2 separate regions of the Mus musculus genome follow, and region 2 is linked to region 1. Evidence: chromatin contacts called from public Hi-C data. All regions are on one chromosome and are shown on one strand. The core of a region is the stretch at or near the end of the contact, and the rest is flanking DNA. Distances in the headings are between cores, read along the strand shown. Region 1 overlaps Stxbp3 (syntaxin binding protein 3). Region 2 overlaps Gpsm2 (G-protein signalling modulator 2 (AGS3-like, C. elegans)).

What was found. A called contact is a pair of places that touch in the nucleus more often than the background predicts.
Region 2: a Hi-C map of bone marrow-derived macrophages shows a contact between it and region 1, with 28 read pairs. The contact joins two enhancer-like sites. A contact is called at or near these places in 6 of 484 Hi-C or Micro-C datasets (the C2C12 cell line, Th2 cells, bone marrow-derived macrophages and 3 more), 2 of 115 datasets of contacts at active chromatin or transcription factors (Th17 cells and bone marrow-derived macrophages) and 3 of 9 other capture datasets (adipose tissue, liver and pancreatic islet).

The regions. Positions count from the first base shown.
Region 1 is chr3:108,793,661-108,800,975 of GRCm38.p6, forward strand. Stxbp3 (syntaxin binding protein 3) reads right to left here. Exons shown (of 19, transcript NM_011504.1): 14 at 7,075-7,213; 15 at 6,395-6,501; 16 at 5,564-5,656; 17 at 3,721-3,806; 18 at 1,142-1,293; 19 at 1-204. The coding sequence ends at 113. Among named protein-coding and RNA genes, the nearest start is that of Stxbp3, 43 kb to the right of the region's middle. Within about 2 kb of position 2,476, at least 80 of the 459 cell types and tissues checked have an H3K27ac peak or open chromatin away from gene starts, as enhancers often do. A contact at or near this core is called in bone marrow-derived macrophages, where this site is marked.
Region 2 is chr3:108,677,979-108,685,293 of GRCm38.p6, forward strand. Gpsm2 (G-protein signalling modulator 2 (AGS3-like, C. elegans)) reads right to left here. Exons shown (of 15, transcript NM_029522.2): 13 at 4,694-4,847; 14 at 4,028-4,245; 15 at 660-1,825. The coding sequence ends at 1,601. It overlaps Clcc1 (chloride channel CLIC-like 1), which reads left to right. Exons shown (of 12, transcript NM_145543.2): 12 at 562-862. Among named protein-coding and RNA genes, the nearest start is that of Clcc1, 28 kb to the left of the region's middle. Within about 2 kb of position 2,638, at least 7 of the 459 cell types and tissues checked have an H3K27ac peak or open chromatin away from gene starts, as enhancers often do. A contact at or near this core is called in bone marrow-derived macrophages, where this site is marked.

The DNA.
Region 1 (7,315 bases), core at 1,226-3,725:
ACACTTGAAAACCACATTACTCCATACACTATTTACACCGCTTAAATTACAACAGCAACATTTGCTGTAGCCGATCGTATTAACAAAACCTCTAAACGACAACCATAAAAAGTTACTCATCCTTAAAGGAAACTTTATCCTTTGATTTATTCAGCATTTTTATATCATCCAGGAGCTTTCTGGGTGTTAAAATATGTGTGGAACCTGGTGGAAGAAATTGTAAATTGTCAGAATGAAATCATTTTCTTTGGCTTAAGATCTTGTCCCTTTCATATACAAATGTTTGGTACATTTGAACAATACTTCTAACAGCATGTCTCCAAAATTCACATCAACCCTTGTCACTGAGCATGCTCAGTAACTCTTCAGAAATTTTGCCCATCACAAGTGTTTTGTCTGATTTGTACTTTATTGGTGTCTAGTAAAGAGAAAAATGGATTTTTCTAGCCTCGTTACAGAACTGCAGCAGTTGTCATTTTCACACAGAGACTGTAAGCAGGCCATACAACTCCTGCAGCTGTCTGGGCTAGGCGGCTTTCTATCTGCAGCGGCTTCACTGGAAAACATTCTAATTTACTTTACTATGACCGTGTGTGCACATGCATGTACACGTGTGTGCACATGCATGTACACGTGTGTGCACATGCATGTCATGGCTCACGCGTGGAGGCCAGAGGATGCCTTTCAGGAGTAGGCTTTCTCCTGCCACTGTGAGTTCTGGTAGTGAAGGTTGTCAGACTTGCTCAGCAATTTTTTTTTTTTTTTTTACCCACTGAGCCCTCTTGCTGGTCCAGACTGATATTTTAAAGCTCAGTCCTACACAGGCCTCATCAATGTCAGATCCATATACACAAAACCAAATGCTTCTGAAGTAAAAATGTATTAATATGTCATAAAAGCTTTTTAATGATCCAAGCAAATAAAATCAGAAGACACAGTTTTAAAGGAGCAAGCTTAAGCTCCTAAAATTGGAATATTTAAAAATAAGAGTATTAAAATACCAACCAGGAAAAAAAAACCTTCAGGCAATTTTACAAATGTTTTATAATTAATTCTTTTTCTGCATGTAATAATAGTCTTAAATTTTCCCATGCATAATCTTGCCTTAAACATTAACAAACAAAAAAGATGAAAATCTTACCAATAATAACCTCACAGGATTTATGTGCCTGGGAAACTTCATAAGCACACCGCATCTCAGAGTACGTAATTCCTCCAATTACAAAAATAATCAGCCTTGACCCATTTTTCCGGTCCAGCTCTAAGTAGTTAGTTCTGGGTTTCTGGCGAGCACTAGAAAGTAAAACACAAAGCAAACATGCTGTCAGCACTCCCAAAGCCACGCGGCGTGCATCTCAAACTCACCTTTGGAAGCAATAACGAAGCAATCTAACCGTGGTGCTTTCCCTACAGTAATTTAGGCAAAGGCTGCACACCCCCCCCCCCTTTCAGATTTCAATTTGAATAGATCACATAGTTTTATTTGTGGTGAGACAGTAGGAAAAAGATCAAGGCTAGATCTAGGAGACATATATAAAACCTTATTTCCAAAAAGTATAGTAAAAACCACACAGTCTAGGCTTAGTATTTTTATTTATAAAGCGAACATTTTATTTTAATATTTAAAATTTTAAAACATTTTTATTTTGTGTATGGGTGTTTTGCCTACATGTAAGGCTGTGCACCATGTGCATGCAGGGCCTGTGGAGGCCAGAGAAGGGTGCTGGATCCTGTGGGACAGGAGTTACGGATGGTTGTGGGTGCTGGGATGAACCTGGGTCCTCTGGAAGATCAGTGTATCCCTAAATCCTCAGTGATCAGTGGAGGATGGAAGGGACATGCCTCAAGTGTCTGACAATGTCTGCCCAGACAATTGGCTGACTGCAACTACACAGGCACAAACAACCACTAAGCCAAACTGAAAAACTGAAAAACTCAAAAGACTGAAGTGGCCATTCACAGCAAGAGAGAAAGCCAACAGTTTAAGTCTACACAAATTGCTACCACGATGGGCTAGAGAGATGGCTTAGAGCGTCAGTATTGCTCTTGCAGAGGATCTGGTTCACACCCGTGACTCCAACCCCAGGGGACCCAGACATCTCTGGGTTCTGTGGACACCTGCACACACATGTACATACTTCCCCCAACCTACATATATCCAGCACTAGGCCGACAGAGGCAGGCAGATCTCTGAGTTCAAAGCTAGCCTGATCTACAGAGTGAGTTCTAGGACAGCCAGGGTTACACAGAGAAACTGTCTCAAAAATCGAAAACGAAACAGACTTAAGCATGAAAACTCACCACAGAAAGCAACTCAGAGTTGCTAAAAGGGTCTGTTTTCAATCAAAGGTTGTAGATATAGAAAGAAACAGTGTGGTAGAAACTTAGTTTTGTAAAAGTAGAGGTTGGATTGAGCAAAGACTTTAAAGCAGATTATACCTACATCATATCTATGTATCTATATCTATCTGAATGTAAGATTGTGGTTCAGCAGAAACGATAGGAAAGTTGGTGAGGAAGCAGCAGTCAGTGCTTGCCTAGGTTTTGCCTTCAGCACCACAAACCACAAAACAAAAGCAGAAATGGAAACTACAAGAACCAATCTGCCACACAATGAAACATGGAGTCAGAGATGAGCTCGAGCGGCTGTGCCATTTGAAGGAACTACAATAAACAGGTAAGAGAAAGGGGAGGAGAGGGGAGGGGAGGAGAGGGGAGGGGAGGAGAGGAGGGAGGGGAGGGGAGGGGAGGAGGGAGGGGAGGGGAGGGGAGAGGAGAGACAGAACCCCAGTGACTCCAGAAACAACAAAACACCTCAGAAATACAATACCCCAAACCCTGTTTATCTGATGAAGATGCAGGCAACACAGCAAACCCCAGGAAGAGTAAACAGGAGAGACCTGTGTGTCAACATAGCACAGTCCATGTGATAGAAGCCAAATCTCAAGAAAAAGCCCCACATAGGTCATGAGTGGCTGCACGCCTGAGTTCAATGTTCAGGGCCCGCTCGGGGGAGGGAGAGAACTGTTCCCTGTAAGTTGTCTTCTGACCTCCGTACATGCTCTGTCATGTGTGCATCCACACACAGGAACAATTCAATACATTACACAGGGCAGGCAGAAAAGGTAGGGACATGCAGAGAATGATTAAACTACGACAGATCTGATAAAGAGGGAGAGTAACCTCAGAGCTTGAAACCCAGAAAGCTTGGATTATATTTAATTTGTTAAGCTGGGCTCTGAGTGCAGGGGCATGCACGAGAACATAGTCTCTCTGAAGTTGAAAATAATTAACACAATTATCAAAAGGGTTAAATCAAGTTGGGTGTGGTTACTCAGAGGATTGGCTGTCTACACAGTGAGATCCTGCCTCCAGAAAGAAAGAGAGAGAGAGAGAGAGAGAAGAGGAAGAAGAAAAGAAGAGAAAAGAAAAGAAAAGAGGAAAAGAAAAACAAGAAGAAACCAGAGGGAGAAGGAAGCAACTATGCTGTAAAGAAGCTGTGTGGGAGGTGATGCAATTTTATAAAAGTATTCTGCATTATAAAGTATGCCTTCCTGAACTTATTTAACTAGGTTACAATAGAAGAAAAACTACCTTTTATGTTACTCTATGTTTCACACAGGAAGGGCCCTTGTTCAAGGAGAGCGCTGAGCAGCATTCTAACCATTGGTCTATAGCATCCCAGCGAACCACCACAGTGGCTTCCCCTTACAGGCTTACCTCACAGCTCCAGAGCCATTCCACACTGCTGGGCACCGGGAACAATACGGCCACTCTTTGGAATCTAATCTATTATCAATGGCATCCTAGGGAAGAAAATTATTAACACCATCAAGAAAATTTCAGGGATTTGTTTTATACACAGCTTGATGAACATTAAAGGTGCATAAATATTAAGATTATCCCTTCTTTATACCTATGAATACTGACTGCAGTAGAAATCAATACACTAGGACTAGAGACGGCTCAGTGGTTAAGCGAATCACTGTTCCTCTGGAGGACGGAAATTCAGGTCCCAGTACCCACACAGTGACACTCACAACTGCCTCAACTCCAGCTCCAGGGCATCAATGCCTCTGGCTTCCGTGAGCACCTGCACTCGTGTGCACATGCCCACACATATACACGCCTAGTTAAAATAATAAAAACAAATTAAAAACTAATGTACTAGTTTACATACTACATATTAAACGTGCACTTGAGATCTGCCTTTCTTTACTGGAAGGTTCTGCAATGCTGAGGACTGTCCAGCTCTAGGGAAGTGAGAGGTTTCTCAATGGCACCACAGGCCATGGTCCTTCATAGCACTTCCTCAAAACAGAATGCACACACCTAACCTCGAGACACTGAAGGCAGTCCAATGATTATGGAATGTTTTCCTGTTTGCTACGTTTAAAAAAAAAAAAAACCCTTCTTTTCTCAGGGCTATGTTTTATGACCTTTGTATATGTTTATGATGAATAAACAGATTATGAATGCTTTATTAATACAGTAATATATGTTTGGTCAATCAACGGGTTATGTTCACAATTTACTATAGTTACACTTTTTATTAGTCAATCAACTTGCTTTATAGATGATGCACAAAGGTAGTGAAAAGTGGACACAAGAAGGAAAAGCAACTCAGGAGGGTTTTAGTACGATTGCCAGAGGAAGAAGCACTGTTTTAAGTTAGGAGAAAACCTAACAGCCCAGGTCAGCCACAGATCCAAGTGCAGTCTCTGGGTTTCACATGCAAACCTTGTCAGAGGGTTTAAACAGGTTGGTTTTCATTTAAAAAACAATCATAAGAAAAACTATTTTGGGGGGCTGGAGAGGTGGCTCAATGGTTAAGAAAACTGACTGCTCTTCCAGAGGTCCTAAGTTCAATTCCCAGCAACCACATGGTGGCTCACATCTGTAATGGGATCTGATGCCCTCTTCTGGTATTTCTGAAGAAAGCAACAGTGTACTCACATACATAAAGTAAATCTTACAAAAGAAAAGAAATAACTACTTCTGTAATCATTGCCGGGGTGGGAGGTGACTTACAGTGCAGCAAACAAAGTCTAAGTTCTTTGGACTTTTCCAATATGCTCATGTATTTGACGAGGACATAAAATTTTGAAAATTGGGAAACTAGTAAAACTATTAGCACACAAAGGAAAGTAGAAATTAGAACTATAATTAGTCAGAGGAAAGCTAGAAAAAATGTTTTTCATTTAGCGCCTAAGGCAATTTTAAAATTAGTTCAGTTTATAATTCCTACAAATTAATATTATTTTCTTAAGATCCCGCAGCACTAAAAGCATATTCACCCAGCGACTCTTTTCATGAAGCAGGCATGTGCTCATTCATTCATTTATTTATTCATTCATTCATAGACAGTGGAGAATTGTTCTGAGGTCCTTAAGACTTTAAGAAGCGTCTCTGCCTATAAAGTCCCAGCAGACCCAGACATCTTGTGTGACCTTCCAGCACTGCAGGGCCTGAGAGCCAGGCCACAGCGGCAGGTAAACAGCGAAGTGGAAGGAATGACCCGCAGGAGGTGCTCAGGGGTCAGCAGGCAGGTTGGGACGTTTACCTCCATGATATCTTTGATAAAAGGTGTCCATCGAGAAAGCTGAAAAGTCTCTTCTGCAGACCGATCCTTTCTCAGTGGTTTGGCTTGCTGGGACTGATATAATTGAAGGGACAAATAATTTCATTCAATAATATAATTATATTTTCTAACAAAGCTTTAATTACAGCAAAACTGCCTACTTTTAAAAAGAAAAAGAAAAAAGCACCATACAAGGTTGGGACATGCTGGTCACAGGACAGCATGTTGTACCTCAGCAGTGTGTAGAAAAGGCTGCATGTAAAATGCAACCATTGGCACACATGAATCATAAAGAGACAAGTGTAAGGAGCAAATTACAGTAGACGCCAGAAAATACAAACCCACTAGAAAACTTTATGCACTCAGGTTACATATGAAAACAAAACTCTGGGCTGGGCACACAGCTCCTGTAAGAGTGCTCGCCCAGTAGTTCCCAGCAACACAGACACTGGGCATGGTAGCACACAACTGTAGCCATCACTGAAAGGTAAAGACAGAGTTCAAGGTTATCCTTGGTTCCCATAGTAAGTTTGAGGCCAGCCTAGACTACATGAAACCTTGTCTCAGAAAATGTAAACAAGAACAAAACAAAAAAACCATAATTGCTTACTTAATAATCCAATTCTGTAAGATGAAGTCAAGATTCTCATATACAAAAGTAGTTTACAGAGACCTCATGGAGGAATGGCAGTGTGTCTGACTTCAAAAGTAGTTAATATATGCCCACCCACACAAAGACAGACAGACAGATACACATACAGACACACAGCCAGAGGCAGACAGACAGACACAGAGACACACACACTTCCTTACTGGGGGAACAATGGGAACACCAAGGTGGCTCCAGTTACGAATCATATCACTATCATCTTCTATCTTTACATTGTGGATCAGTCTGTCCAGATTTTCTTCAGTGGTTCCTTAGGGAAGTGAGACAGGCATGCAGTCAGATCCCTGCTACGGAAACCAACTCTAGAACTGAAGGACTCACACAGGGACTAAAGCTTAAAGGAATGCTATCCCTCCAGGCTTCTCTCAGCTTTCTAAGACAGTTCTGTTATCTCCACCTTACTAAGCATTACTTTTGAGGTCTCCACAACTCCCTTACGTTGAGTAGTAACAAGCTAGTTATAAAAATGTGACTTGTGGGGCACGGAGATGGCTCAGAGGCTAACAGTGCTTTCTGCCAAGACCGACAGCCTGGGTTTGATCCCTGAAACCCACATGGTGAAGGAGAAAATGGAAACTCAAAATGTAACCAGAACCGCAAGATCACAGAGTAGACACCACGTGGGGACTGGCCATGCCTGTGGGTGCTGTAATCTGGAAATAAAATCACCTCCGGTCACAGGCTGTGACACATACCGTACCATTCCCACCACACACACAAAAATAATTTATACCAACTGAATGTAAAGTGTGACTACGCTGAGTGATCTTAGAGCTAGGACTTTAATGCAGTCTTGGGACCGAGTAGGCGCACACTCCATTACCATTAATCCCGAAGATGTAGAGCAGGACTGCCCGTATTTTGTCGCAGTTGTCATGGTTTTTGTTGAGCAGCACTGGGAGGAGCACCAGCATGGAGTCCTTCACCCGCTGGCCTTCAGCATCTGTTCCAAGTGCCAGGTCCTAAGGACAGTAAAATGCAGACAGTGCTCTACAATCCATGCTTGCTTTCCCGATAGGAGTATCTACTATTAAACTGTCAGATTTTGGTGGGACAGATGGTAT
Region 2 (7,315 bases), core at 1,388-3,887, 120 kb before region 1:
ATGCCAATATAACTTTCTTGTTTATCATTGTAAATGCCTTTTTCTTTTTTTCAGATTAGATCATATTAAAGGCAGGTTTATTGGAAATTGAGGCCAGAGACATTGCCATTGAGAGGGGTGGGGGCAGAGAGAAAGGGAGGGAGGGAGAGAGAGAGAGAGAGAGAGGGCATGGACAGAGGGAAGAGAGGAGAAGAGTAAATGCCTTAGTATTTTATCAGGAAGGTAAAAACTTCCCCCAAACAAAAGGATTTTGCATTAAGACAGTATCGTAGCAGACATGTAACGAATGCATGAGAGGACAGCAGCAGTTTATTCAGGCTCTGACCATCTGTGTACAAAGCAGTTCTCTCTGTGGACGGGAGGGACCCACTCACCCTAACGGTAAATGCACGCCCAAGGTGGGGAGGGAGTGTCCTTTGAGCACTGGTATAATTCTGAAGAGAAGTAACTGCCGCCTTTAACAGAGAGGAAAGAAGTACTGTGGGCACTGCTGATGGCTTTCATCCAAAGTGACCCCCTTTCAAAGCACTCACAATCTCATCTTTGTATTTCTCATTACAGATGCCCATTTGGGGATGGAATCTACCTTGACAGCTAGCAAAGCAACCTGCTGTTCTTGAGTGACTACAGCAATTCAGGGAAGACTTGATTAACACAGGTGACGATATCAAGGCCAGTTTATTGCAGAAAAGAGAAGCGGCTTGTCTCAAGTGATTAGTGTGACTATCTGAGGTTAAAGCACATTGTAACTGGCTTTTAAGAAAAGAACAGGGTAGGTAGTTGTTAAAGCACTTTTTAAAACAGAATAATTGTTGAATGCTTAACCATTGTAAACACAAAATAAACACTTATTTTTACATTATTTTGGTCTGGTGTGCAGTCTTTGCTTTCTTAGTGAATTTTCTTCTAAGTGTCTGCACCAAATGCGGGCCAGAAGATCACTGTCTCGTAAACTCGTTAGATGAAGGCTCATGGTCTAACATTAACTAAGCCTTGCGTACTTTCTGTGAGTTTTCTGCCTATGTAGTTTTCCTAACAGTACATCTCCTAAAAGTAGGCCTTGTGCTACTTTATAACTGTGTTATGTAATAAAGGAGACAGATAACCCAGAGCATGCTAAAAGCAGTTTATTTCTCATTTCCCTCACTGGCTTTGCCTAAAAATATATTGAATATAGTTTTCTTAAACTAGAATTTTATGACTATTTTCATCTTTTTTACATAGGACATTTACATTATTTCCAATAAACAATGCAATCTGCTATATTCATGGGCAGGTACAAAAAGTCCCTGTCAACTAGCTCCTTAAAGATGGCCTCTGTAAGAAAAGACTGAGTTCTAATGTAGGAGTCATTTAAATCCCTATTACACAAACCCTAGCCAAGGAATCTAGTCACGCACACAGAATCTCAAGGTCAGTTAAGCTGACGGAGCACCTTACAGGACGTTCTGCCCTGAGACAGAAGAATGTCAGTCCCTCAGTACTCAACATTCACACCCTAAAAATGTGGTGACTGCTACAGTGGCGAGCTCCCTGCAGTGTCCTGAGGGGACCAGTCCTTTTCTTCAGTAGGTTACCACACCATCCTGTGGTTTGCTAGTTATTTTCCCGAATGCTTAAATTCCAACAAAGCGTTATTTTGCAAAAGTTCCTTTAGTCCAAACTCACTGTCTCTGTTTGGATCTCTTTGCAGCAGAACTCTCTGCTCATCCATTCTTTTAGCTTGAGAGCGTAAGATGAGGCTAAAGAAGTCCTCATCCGGGACAGTCGGCCCCTTAGTGGCAGCAGATGGAGGAGCACATCTTTGATCATCTAATCTTGACCCCTAAAGATGGAGACAAATTGAAACATAACAGTCAGAAAGGAGAATGCCAAGCTGTATCATCTGTTCGAAGTTAGATCCATAAGCATTTCTTTTAGCTTTTTTCAGAAAGTTGTCTTCAGACCCGAAACTTGATAGAATGGGACTAAAGCAAGTAGTATGGAGAAATGGGCTTCGTAAGTATATTATACTACTACAGCTGGTCACAAATGATTTGACACTAAAATGTCAGGTATGACAGTTTCAAAATTAAAATCTTCTCTTTATAATGTGTTTCTAGAATGGCCTAGGCCAGGGGGCCAACAAATTATAATCTACTGCCTATGTTTGAAGCTGTTTGCACAAATGATTCAAATGGCAACCCAGAAGGGTTTTTTGGTTTTTGTTTTTTGTATTTTTTTTTGGTTTTTCGAGACAGGGTTTCTCTGTGTAGCCCTGGCTGTCCTCAAACTCAGAAATCTGCCTGCCTCAGCTTCTCAAGGGCTGGGATCAAAGGCGAGTGCCACCACGGCCCAGCAGAGGGTTTTTTTTCCTAAAAAAACAGCAGTTGTATACAAAACAGATGTTCCCCAAGTCACTACCTATTCTGACCACCCACTAGCCCTTCAACCTTTACTTTTTCTTCATAGTACCACTGCCACACTGTCTCTTGCTTGCCTGTGGAGAGCCTTTTGGGGTGCCGCTTGGCAGGAGTCTGACACTGGCCAAGGACAAGGAAATGGGCTTCAGGCAGGAATCTGACATTGCCCATGACAGGGACATAAGCTCAGGCAGGAACTGGCATTAGGATATGCTAAGGAAGTAAGTTTCTGCAAGAATCTAACTTTAGGCTATAATGGGGAAGTAGGGTAAGGCAGGAATTTTAATCTTCGGGTGCAACAAAAGAAGTAGGCTTCAGGCAAGATTTTGGGCTTGGACAAGGAAGTGGGCCCAAGTATTTCGGTCATTCTGACAAGCTCTTTTAAACAACTGTCACGGGAGTATCACGGGACTTTGCCCACTGCCTTGCTAGTTCCTTATTGTACTGCTCACCCTTAATACTTGCATGTAACTAAAATGGTATAAAAAATGGACTGGGAAAATTAAATTTGCCTTCAGTCTCAGAATTGACTGGGGTCATGCTACAAAACTGTCTTTTTTTCTTTTTAATCCTCACTCCCGCGCTGGAGAACCTGTTGACTGAGCGGGCTTGGTCGCTTGCTCTTTGTACACACTTTTGACTTTCCACTTAGATGCATGATGCAAGAGCATCCTGGTGCCCCAAATCGTCCCTGTAACAAAGGCATTTAGTGGCCTTCTGAATGACAGGCAAGTAAATAATGCCTGATCCACAAAGAGCCCTGTGGGACAGTAGACCATGCCAGGAAACGTGGGATGGTTGAGCGGGTTCAGAGTCCCCAACACCCAGGCACCTACCTGAGACTGTAGGGGTGTCCCTCCTCCCTATTGGATTCCTGGCCTAGAACATGTGCCACACCTCTCACACGTGAACCAAAACAGTTCTCCATGCTAATGAGGTACCTAGAGACCCTGAGGGTTTACCCAATAGGCTTCCCTCCCTAGACACTCCTCCTTGCAAAAGGTATTTAATTTCTGGCCCACCCTGAGGAGTTGGTTTGGTACGGTATGTACCCATTTTCCACACTGAACAGTCAATAAACATGGATAAACGTGGACTGTCTATCTGCTGTGGGGAGCATGGAGAAAGCCTTTGATACCAAGCCACATCCTGCAGAAGGCCTCTGTGCTCCCAGACAACCACTGCTAAGCTAAGGACTTTCACCAGTGAACTAAGCTGGAGCTCCCACCCTCAGCATCCTCAGCCTGCAGGCCTCCAATTCTGTTTCTAACCCTTGAGATCCAGCAGCGCCTGGATGTCCAAGAGTTTGGGAGCATCCAGTCCTGGCCAGCCTCTTCGTGGCCTGAGGACTTCATTCCCAGCTTTTCTGCAGTTTCCCAGCAGTGACTGGATACCCAGGAGTCAAGGAACCCCAAGCTTTGGCCTCCCATATCCTAGGCTGCGTTTTCCCACCCCTTGAGTGGTGTCTTGGCACCTCCCTAAAGGCCAGCACCCAACAGCAGCACAGGCCACCAACAGCAGCACAGGCCACCAACAGCAGCACAGGCCACCAACAGCAGCACAGGCCACCAACAGCAGCACAGGCCACCAACAGCAGCCCAGGCCACTCCACAGAATGCACTTACCTGGCACTTTACAAGGATGTCGAAGAAGTCTTCATCAGGCTCTTTCTTGTCATTTGTCATCAGGCGCTCAAGTACAGATGGACTGTTGCCTTTTGTCAGGCGGAGCCCTGGCAAATTACTGAAACTGGCCCTCTGGTCATCCAGACGGCGGCTCTGTGAGCTAGCAAGAAGATCTAAGAACTCATCTGTGTTGGGGGACACCACAGAGACAGACGGTGCTACGGACAGGAAAGAATAACACCGAAATGTTACAAACGTGTTGAGATTTCTATCTGCACATAACTCGCATGCACCTAGCTTTCCTCTCCTGCAGGGCACTGCTGCTGTGTGGCCTTCCCCAGCAGAGTGGGGAGGAACGCGACTAAACAGTTGTCTTTTCCTTTATAAGTTCCTTTGTTCCTTCCATGTTCAGGATGGGAATCATTTAGTGAAGTCAAAAGACTGGCCGATCTTAATCTATGGGAGAAATCATCTTATAGTAGAGAAATGTAACAATATAAGTAATATAGTTTAGATTTTTAAATTTCAGATATGAAATGTCTCATGATCTGACTTTGTGTGTGTTGCAGATGAAGGGCCTACTGCTTGCTACCTAATGGGCTAGCCTGGGCTATGCCTCAGATACATAAGATGAACCGAAACTGAAGGAGAGCAAAGAAGGCTTACCTTTCATCAACTTGGGGGTAGCAGAAGCAGCTGCTGTGGATGTTGTGCGACAGTTTCCTTGTAAGTGGCACCTCTGGTCATCCATCCTGTTGCTCTGAAATCGCCTTAGCAAGTCAAAGAATCCTTCATCTCCAATCGTGTCTGAACTGATTTTCTAAAACAAAGAAAATCTAGTATGTTTAATTATCCCTCTTTGGCCTTAGGTCATCAATGAACACCATGATGTAGTTAAACAGAAAAGGCAAAGGATACAGATTTTAAAAACTGGCCTTTTATTTAAAAAAAGAGCTTAAGTGGCAATTGGTAATAAAATGCTCCCGTATACACCCCATAAAAAGCCATTTTTATTTATTTAACTTTTAATTCCTGTATTTCTTAGGCCAATAAAACATATCTGAGGCCTGGACTGGACACTCATACTATAATCTCTGCTTCTAGAACCAAAAATGAAGAATCCCAGGGGCTGGTTAAGAACAGTGGCTGTCTTTCCAGAGATCTTGAGTTCAAATCTCAGCACCCACATGGCTCACAGCCATCTCTAACTATACTCATGGGATCTAATTACCTCTTCTGGTGTGCAGATATACAAGCAGGCAAAACACCCCAATCAATCAATCAATCAATCAATCAATCGTTCTTAAAAGCCTAGCAGTGGTGGTGTATTTCTAAATCCCAGCACTAGGGAGGCGCAGAGCCAGGTATATCTCTGGGTTTGAGGCCAACCTGGTCAACAGAGAGTTCTAGAACAGCCAAGGCTACACAGAGAAACTCTGTCTCAAAAACAACTAACCCAATAAAACCAAAACTAAAAACAACAACAACAACAAAAAGAGAAAAAAAAAAAAAAGCCAAGACAAGAAAGCATCAGTCTTCTCAGGCAAAACCGCTGTGAGCTTTGTGACCTTCGGTGGCTGTACAGCTAGTTCTAACACTCCTGCCCAGACGCTGGCCCCTCCAGTGGATCCGAGCAGCAGAAACAAACGTTCAAGTGTCTGGTCTACAAGTCTACGTGAGGGGTTAAGTGTTAGAAAAAGACTTGGTACAGAGAATGTTTTAGAAGTGAGAAATTCAAATCTAAAGAACAAAACGATCAAGTGTGGTTAATGCAGGAAAGAGAACTGAGTAACACCTAGCTTCCTAGGAGACACAGCATGGCATCCTAAAATGAGTCAGGGGATGTACTGGCTGGTTTTGTGTGTCAACTTGACACAGGCTGGAGTTATCACAGAGAAAGGAGCTTCAGTTGGGGAAATGCCTCCATGAGATACAACTGTAAGGCATTTTCTCAATTAGTGATCAAGGGGAAAAGGCCCCTTGTGGGTGGTGCCATCCCTGGACTGGTATTCTTGGGTTCTATAAGAAAGCAAGCTGAGCAAGCCAGTGGAAACAAGCCAGTAAGTAACATCCCACCGTGGCCTCTGCATCAGCCCCTGCTTCCTGACCTGCTTGAGTTCCAGTCCTGACTTCCTTTGGTGATGAACAGCAGTGTGGAAGTGTAAGCTGAATAAACCCTTTCCTACCCCACTTGCTTCTTGGTCATGATGTCTGTGCAGGAATAGAAACCCTGACTAAGACAGGGGAGGAGTAGTTGACTCCAGACTTACGCTGAATCTGATGTTTGCGAATGGAGTGCTTAAGCTATAGCCAATACGTCATCACCAAGACCTTGCTCTAGGTACAAAAAGCCTGTAATGTACAATTTTGAACATCAAAAACATAGTACAATGCTGGGCATGGTGACAATATCTGTAATACTAACCAGCCTGGTCCACAGGGAGTAAATCCTTGTCTCAAAACAGCCCCCAAATGAAAAAAAAACACAGTAGCTTTCAAAAGATCAGAGCTTTTAGCTCTGTTCAGAGTGCCTGCTGAAGACAGCCTAGAGCCCTAGTTCTGCATCCCTGGACAGTCACTCTATACCCAGCCCTATAGTTTTTCCGTTTATTAGCCAAAAAGCATTGAAAAAACACTTCAAGGGGTATATAGCCATTAGTGAAATTTTGTCTTTTTTTTTTTTTTTTTTTCAGAGCTGAGCACTGAACCCAGGGTCTTGCACTTGCTAGGCAAGCACTCTACCACTGAGCTAAATCCCCAACCCCCGAAATTCTGATTGAAACCCCTGAAATTCTGTTTTTTGAAAAGACCTTCCTTGACTAAAAATGGTACTTGGTGAAGAATGTTTTGTTTTTTTTTTTTAATTATAACTTAGTTTACCTATTTATCTATCCATCTATCTACTTATTTATTTATTTATTTATTTATACTTTTTATTAGATATTTTCTTTATTTACATTTCAAATGTTATCTCCTAGTTTCCCCTCCGAAAGCCCCCTAACCCCCTTCCCCCTCCCCCTGCTCACCAACCCACCTAACTCCTGCTTCCTGGCCCTGGCATTCCCCTATACTGGGGCATAGAACCTTCACAGGACCTCCCATTAATGACCAACTAGGCCACTCTCTGCTGCATAGGCAGCTGGGCCATGAGTCCCTCTGTGTGTTTTCCTTGGTTGGTGGTTTAGTCCCAGGGAGCTCTGGGGGTACTGGTTAGTTCATATTGTTGTTCCTCCTATAATAATGTTCTTTTTGACTTAGTTTGATCCTGTTTATCAGAATAGAGGATAG